Regions from separate parts of the Mus musculus genome. Here region 2 is linked to region 1. Evidence: chromatin contacts called from public HiChIP or PLAC-seq data. All regions are on one chromosome and are shown on one strand. Each heading gives the region's core, a stretch centred on a gene start, on an enhancer-like site or on the middle of the called end of the contact. The rest is flanking DNA. Distances are from core to core; before and after follow the strand shown. Region 1 has its middle 26 kb from the start of Atp6v1g3. Region 2 has its middle 14 kb from the start of Gm5833.

Region 1 (3,401 bases), core at 256-2,755:
CACAGGCTTAGTTCTGGGCCAATCTGGTGGGATTATCTTCACAACTGAGGTTATCCCAAACTATGTTGAGTTGACATGCACCTAACCAGCACACCCTGGTTTGAGTCTTGGAAATAGCACGGTGAGGAAGCTCTTGTGATACATCTGGTTCACACTTGAGTACAAAGTAACACCCCAAAGCCTTAACATCCTGCGTCTGGCATTTACAGGGCAATAAAACTGTAAGATCAAGATCTGTTTAAAAAGATTTTCACACTTCTTCCTCTGGGAGACTGAGATAAGAGGAATCCCATCTGGAGGCCTATAATCTACATAGGGTATTCATAACCAGCCTGGAATGCACAGTGAGATACTGTCTCAGAAAAACAAAACAAACAAATAAAAAACAGTAAACAACCAAAACAAACAGCACTCCCCAAATGATGGAAGTTTCTTTAAAACTAGTTCAGTCAGCAAGACTTGCAGCAGAATATAGACAAAAGTGAATATTCCATTGACCAGGCTGAAGGCAAAGACAGGATTGCAGGAAGGCCTTTGGTGTTTCACTTGGAAAGCTTCTTGTGGGCACAACCAGACACTTGAAGACATGAACCTGAACCCTGGGCAAGGAATGTCCTGATAGAGGTTATAGCCACATAGTTATGGGGCACCTCCTTGGTAGGGTGCTATAGCTTGCTGATAAGTGATGCTAACACAATCCTTAGGGCAAAGCCTACTGTCTCGTGGCACTTAAACGTGTCTTCTGTGGTGAGTAAAAGCTCGATTCTCTTACCAAGGTGATCACAGCTTGAGTGGGGTCATCTTTCACAATCTCAGATTTCTATTGGAAATAAGGGAAAGCAGACAACTGCTAATTCATAATGAAAACAGATGATTACAGGGTTTGTGGGGGTAATGTTTTTAATGGTGAGCTTGAAAGAAAGGCATAGGCAGATGTAGATGTGGTAAAAGAAGCAAACATGTTCTCAGATTCAGAATTTGTGAAAGTACTTTTTCTGGTAGTAGTGGTTTACAGGAAAGATCTGACCATGTGTTTTAGAATAAATGAAACTGATAGAGCATTTTTAACAAAAAAACAAGAAACACTATATTCTTGTACCATTCTTCTGTTTAAACGCAGGGAAATACAAGAAAACACTACTTAAATATACGTGTAAGACAGATGTTTCGGGCTATTGGTATTCTTAGAGAGTTAACGCCCAGTGTCCAGTATATCTCTTTTAAAGCACCATTGTGTACCAATCTCACTCTTCACTCTTGTCTGCATTGCTTTTGATAGAGAGTTATGAGGAAACATCCAACCCACCAAGAGAAGGCCATGACAGAGCAGAGCAGCGCTTCTATCCACATTAGTTTATTGAGTTTAGTTAGAGAAACATGGGGAACTCAGAAGCAGCCATAGCAGAGAAGAGTGCCACCAGCATGGGGGATATATCGCTCACCAAGGCTGTATCACTGAAAGCCCAACCACAGGCAAACTTGCACTTCCTATGAGTTCTAACACGCCCCCACCCCCCAGACAGCTGCAGGGCAGGAAGGAGCTGTGGCTGAAGTCTCAGGTGAGGATTTGCTGACACCAACCCCCTTCTGTGAGAGCGTTAACATGCCTGTTTCCATTACCACAGAGCTGCCTAACACTGTATTAATTTTGCTTATTTCATGGCCAAGACTTCAAGGTCCTGATATTCTCTCAGTTACCATGGTAAACTCTGCTCCATGGTGCCAGGCAGTAGTGATTGATGTCTGACCCAGAGGAAGTATCTGTCCTTGAACACTACTCTTCCCCTTACTTTCCGTGCTGAGTAGCCTTGAGACCCATGATAATTATACTAGATGGTAGAAAACTCAAAACGGCTTTTCTAAAGGTCAGGAGAAGTACAAGGGGACTTGTCTCAGCACTTTCCCCCACCCCCCCCCTGAGCTGAAGACCAAACACAGCAGATCTTTTCACTTAGTAAACAAGTGCTTTCCCACTGAGCTAAATCTCCAAACCCTCACCCCAATACTTTCTTCAATATAGTAACATATGTATTGACGATATGACAACTCTATGGTATGGTTAAGGGAAAGGTTTTATTCTAGATAGGTGAGGGGAAGGGGGGCAGAGAGAACAGCCAGAGGCATCTAGAAGACTCCAGAGCGGGGGGAGGGGGGTGCAAAGAGAGACAGAACATAGAAAAATTGCAGGATTATAAAGAGAATTAATATCTGGGGTGGAGGGGAACCATTGAGCTGGCAACGTTTAAGGAGGAAGGAGAGAAGATGCTGGTGTGGACTTTGAAATGTTTAACAGATACTTATGATAATGAGGAAGCCTAGAGGCCAGCATATACGTTGGTATGCTAATAGGGTCCAGATAGTCATAGGCTAACAGGATCCACAGATAGTCATTTGTCCCCTCTGTCTATGGGAATTTGGAGAAGTAGATTTTCCTTTGGACCTGACAAGTCCTAGTCAGTATAATTAGGCAAAAAAAAAAAAAAAAAAAAAAAGACTTTCAAATGGTAAAGGTTTTCAAATTATAAAGTAAGAAGTTTTTTATCTTAAGCCTACCTATGACATAAGATTAGGCCTAGAAACCCACAAAAGTCACATAAATAATAAGCAAAAATAATTTTTATCCATACACTAATAAATAATTTTAAAATACATTTAAAAACAATCCCATTTGCAAATGAGAATAAAATATTTACTAGTAGAGTTAATGAGGTAAATGGCATAAGTATATATAACTAAAAGCTACTTCATAAACAAGGTATGGTAGCATACACCTGCAATCTCAACAGGATTATGACAAACACACACACACACACACACACAGAAACAGATTCCTTATTTACATATGAGAAAAGTTAATATTAAAATGCCCCTAATACTCAAAGTGATCTACAGGTTCAATTATATATTGGAATTATCCTCAAATTTCAATGGCCTTTTTTATAAATTTTATATTTATTCTTTGAGAATATCATACTTTTACATGGCATTGTCTTTTTGCCACATCTATCTATCTGTCTCTTTATGGACTTCAGTCCTCATACTTCCACCTCCAAACCACATGACCTCTTTATTTAATAATAATAATAATAGTAGTAATAACCCACTGAGTATATTTCATGCTGACTGGAGCATTGGCGATCTAAAAGTAACCATATACCCAAAGAAAAATGATTCTCTCTTCCCTAGTAGTCACCTGCTGTCAATAGCAACTTGGCTGGGGATGCAAACTTATAAGCCTTTTCCCCATCTCTGCTGGAAATCTGCTCATATACAGGTCTTGGGCAGATAACAAGATTATTGTGTGTTGATGTGTATAAAGTCAAATCACACTCAGAAGGCATTAGACAATACGTCCTGTCCTCCAGCTCTTTGACTCATTCTGACTCCTCTTCTGAGATGTT
Region 2 (3,401 bases), core at 547-3,046, 400 kb after region 1:
TACTTCCTATTCTGTACCTAAAATTTATTTTAATCAAGCTTCATGCCCACATATATTTCGTATTTCTGTCAGTTCCTAATATTTAAAATATAAGCCTACTATTTTATTTCCTTATAAGATAAAATACATGTACCGGTGGGTTTAAAAATATATGCATAATTTGCCATTAACTATGTCTTATTCTTGAAGATCTCTGATAAAAAGGTATAATTAACATAATTCTAAAACCCATCAGTCACCCATCCATGAGTTAGTTTCCCTGGGTAATTAGCTGACTGAACATTTCCTTTCTGGGGCATTTCAATTTTCTAACACTTCTTGATTTTTTCCCCCCTTCTATATGATGGTCACGATGAGTGACCCTTATCCCTCAGAAGTGCTTACAAGTACAGACAACAGAGGAGGGTTTTCACATTGAAATGCCCATGGAAAATAAAAGCAACCATGCATATGAGTAGACCAGTGATCACTCAGTACTGCAGTGGAGTAGCTGCAGCTAGCAACTCAAGCGAGGGAACCAAGTTCAAACCATTTGTCAACCATCCTGACATCTGTAGTGGTTGGATGTGAGGTTAATTGGATTAATGAACATTTATTCTGTAACATGACTATGTTCTACTAAAAGAAGAAAAGGAAAAAGACGTAGACAGAAAGGGAAGCAGTGGTAAGAGGGAAGGGAAGAGAAGAGAAAGAAGGAGAGTGGGTAGGTTGCAGAGGTGAGGGCTGCTTGCTAGTGCCGTCATAAAGTCCATCTTTATAAAACCCTGAAATCAATTTGCTGAACATGACTGTGAGGTAGATCTTATTCCTCATTGTTCATCTTCCTATGTGCCATCTGCTTTTAGCAGTTAAACTGACATTCAGATGGGCTGATGTGTTCAAGACAACACAGCAGAGAAAGCAAGCCTGGAAACTCAGTTTTACCTCTCTGGTTTCCAAGCCAAGTAGCTCAAAGCTGTACTGTGTTAGCATGGCACTCAGCCTCCCACAAATACAGCTGTGACTTCAGCTGTGAGCCTTGGCCTCTGGGGTTTGGTGACCTCTTTCTTGTTCTAATCATTTTTTTAACGTAGTACCATGTTTCCTCCATTTCCTTCACAGTTCTAAGAAAATAAAACGTGTGACTGAATGGTACCTGTCTTCAGAGACTGCTTATACCTGCAGCTTCAGTTTCACAAAGGGAAACACATTGCATGGTCTTGGTGACCTATAGATGTTGACTGAAGGTCTGCATGAATGGATGGATGGATGGAAGAGCAAACCTCACTGAAGCTAGCTGTGTTTCTAATGTCAATTTTTCTATCACCTCTGCTTAGAGTAAAAATATGGTGTCTACACTTCTGATACTGACCTAATACCATTATGCCTGCCCTGATTTCTGACTGTATCTTTGAGCCAGTGTTGGCATTTGGGGACTTGGTTATATCCTGTCACACAGAAAAACCTTTTATCTTAGCTGGAAGAAAGCAGACTGTCTCCAATGTCAAAGTAGATGCTCCAAAATAGTGTGGAAGAAAAGATCAGGAGGCCTCCTTCTCTAGGACTGCACCTACATAAAATTATTCTCCCATAATGCATGGGAACGTATTTACTCAATCTTATGAGAATACCATCTGCTTTATAAATCAAGAGAAATGTCATTAGAAGGAAGATGTCTCACATAAAATATCTTAAACATGGGTGTTTCTAAATGAGTTAATAACCTGGCGAGTCATTTGATCTTAGTGAGGACACAGGCTGAGTGTAATCTACTTAGAGAAAACAAGCCACCCACTTCTTTCTCTGAAGAAAAAGGCCACAAGGTGAGCTTATCTCTTCCTCATTTATACTTTCAAGTTATTTATAAATATATAAGGTGCTGGAAACAATGGAACTTATTAAATGTAGCATGACGTGCTAACTTTTGATCTTATCAGCATATGCACTATTTGAAAACAAAAGATTTTCAACAATCTCAAGCCCGCAGGAAACCCTAGGATGAGCTCTGCTTGCTACATGCATGTTATTAACTAGCGTGTAGCTCACTCATGTCCTGTGATTCGCAGCCGTGCTTAAGAATAAGCTGTTTTATCAGTTCAGTGACCCAGAAAGAGTATATATGTACAGCATATACATGGAATATTTATGGTAGTGATTAATTATAGAGAATAGCAACTTCAAAGCATGCTAATGAAAACGTGCATAACATATTCCATTATTAACATTCCCGTGTGAAGTGGGCGGTCCGGAGAGACAGGAGCAATGGCAAGTGGGGAAGTTGGGTCGGACAAGGGATAAATCAGTTGCAGGAAAACGGGGAAGAATTATCATAAGCACTAAGCTATCATTCTAACAGGAGAAACGAAGAGCAGTAACGCCATATTTGTAATTGTAATGATATTCTTATAAATCAGGGATCAATTCAGAAAGCAGACTTTTATATTTTTAAATAAATGGAGACAGTATATCCACAACAGTAATGAAAAGATTCACATTCCACACCTCTGTAGAATCTTAAATCCTCAAACATGGCTCCCTACACGAATCTGAGACAAGAAATATTTCTACCTTTTCGTTAGAACTATTGTGCTGGATTTCTTTGACCATCACATGGTGGTCCACTTGCTCCCTAGCTCTGAATGTCACCATGGACCTTCCCCAGAATGAAAGAACCAGAACCTGCAGGCATATCTCAGGTTTCTGGTGAATGGAGCAATGATCACTGCCTACGGCTGTACCACTCCTGGGTTATTTTAAGCTCTTTACAGACAGGACCTGATCTGTGTTCCCACTGCCCATGATGTTCCTGACTATTCCATTACACAGCACCCACTTCATAACTTTTCTCAAAGACTGTCCTGTGCAGAGAGCAGAGAGTTGGGAGAATCATACTGGAAACAGAAAGGGGAAGTCTAGAAGCCTGGACATGTATCAATGTCACCCCCAAGTTTTAAACATGCATGGATTCCTTGGCATGGCATCAGATGTATGATTCAAAACTGGTGGAGTGCAGACCTTTAATGTGGATCCCAGGTGACTTCAGTGTGTGGCTGGGAATGGGAACGCTTGGTCTGATACCTCATATTTCTTTATTTGCAAGACTTCTGTTCCAAAAATTAGTGTAATAACTAACACCTTCTTGTTTTATATTTCTCAAAGTATATATATCATATATAGAATCCATTTCATGTGAGTAATATGTATTTAACAAATTCTATTCTTCAAAGATACATTCAACACATTGCCGCCAGTTGAGGGTTGTTCTGGCCAGCTCCATCCCCGGGCAATTAACTTGTTCCAAAGGAGGGTCTTCAGACAGCTCCTATCCTTCTCTATATCTAGATACTGGCACCCCTGACTTTTAAAGAAGACAAGCAAAATGACCAGTGTTTTCAGCTTGTCCTCAGTAACACTCAAGGAAA

What was found. HiChIP or PLAC-seq counts read pairs in DNA pulled down with a chosen protein or histone mark.
Region 2: a Foxp3 HiChIP or PLAC-seq map of regulatory T cells shows a contact between it and region 1, with 8 times the contacts expected there. The contact joins two enhancer-like sites. A contact is called at or near these places in 1 of 484 Hi-C or Micro-C datasets (neural progenitor cells) and 1 of 115 datasets of contacts at active chromatin or transcription factors (regulatory T cells).

Annotation. Positions count from the first base shown.
Region 1 is chr1:138,298,171-138,301,571 of GRCm38.p6, forward strand. No RefSeq gene overlaps it. Among named protein-coding and RNA genes, the nearest start is that of Atp6v1g3, 26 kb to the left of the region's middle. Within about 2 kb of position 1,506, at least 72 of the 459 cell types and tissues checked have an H3K27ac peak or open chromatin away from gene starts, as enhancers often do. A contact at or near this core is called in regulatory T cells, where this site is marked.
Region 2 is chr1:138,694,130-138,697,530 of GRCm38.p6, forward strand. It overlaps the pseudogene Gm8790. Among named protein-coding and RNA genes, the nearest start is that of Gm5833, 14 kb to the left of the region's middle. Within about 2 kb of position 1,797, at least 2 of the 459 cell types and tissues checked have an H3K27ac peak or open chromatin away from gene starts, as enhancers often do. A contact at or near this core is called in regulatory T cells, where this site is marked.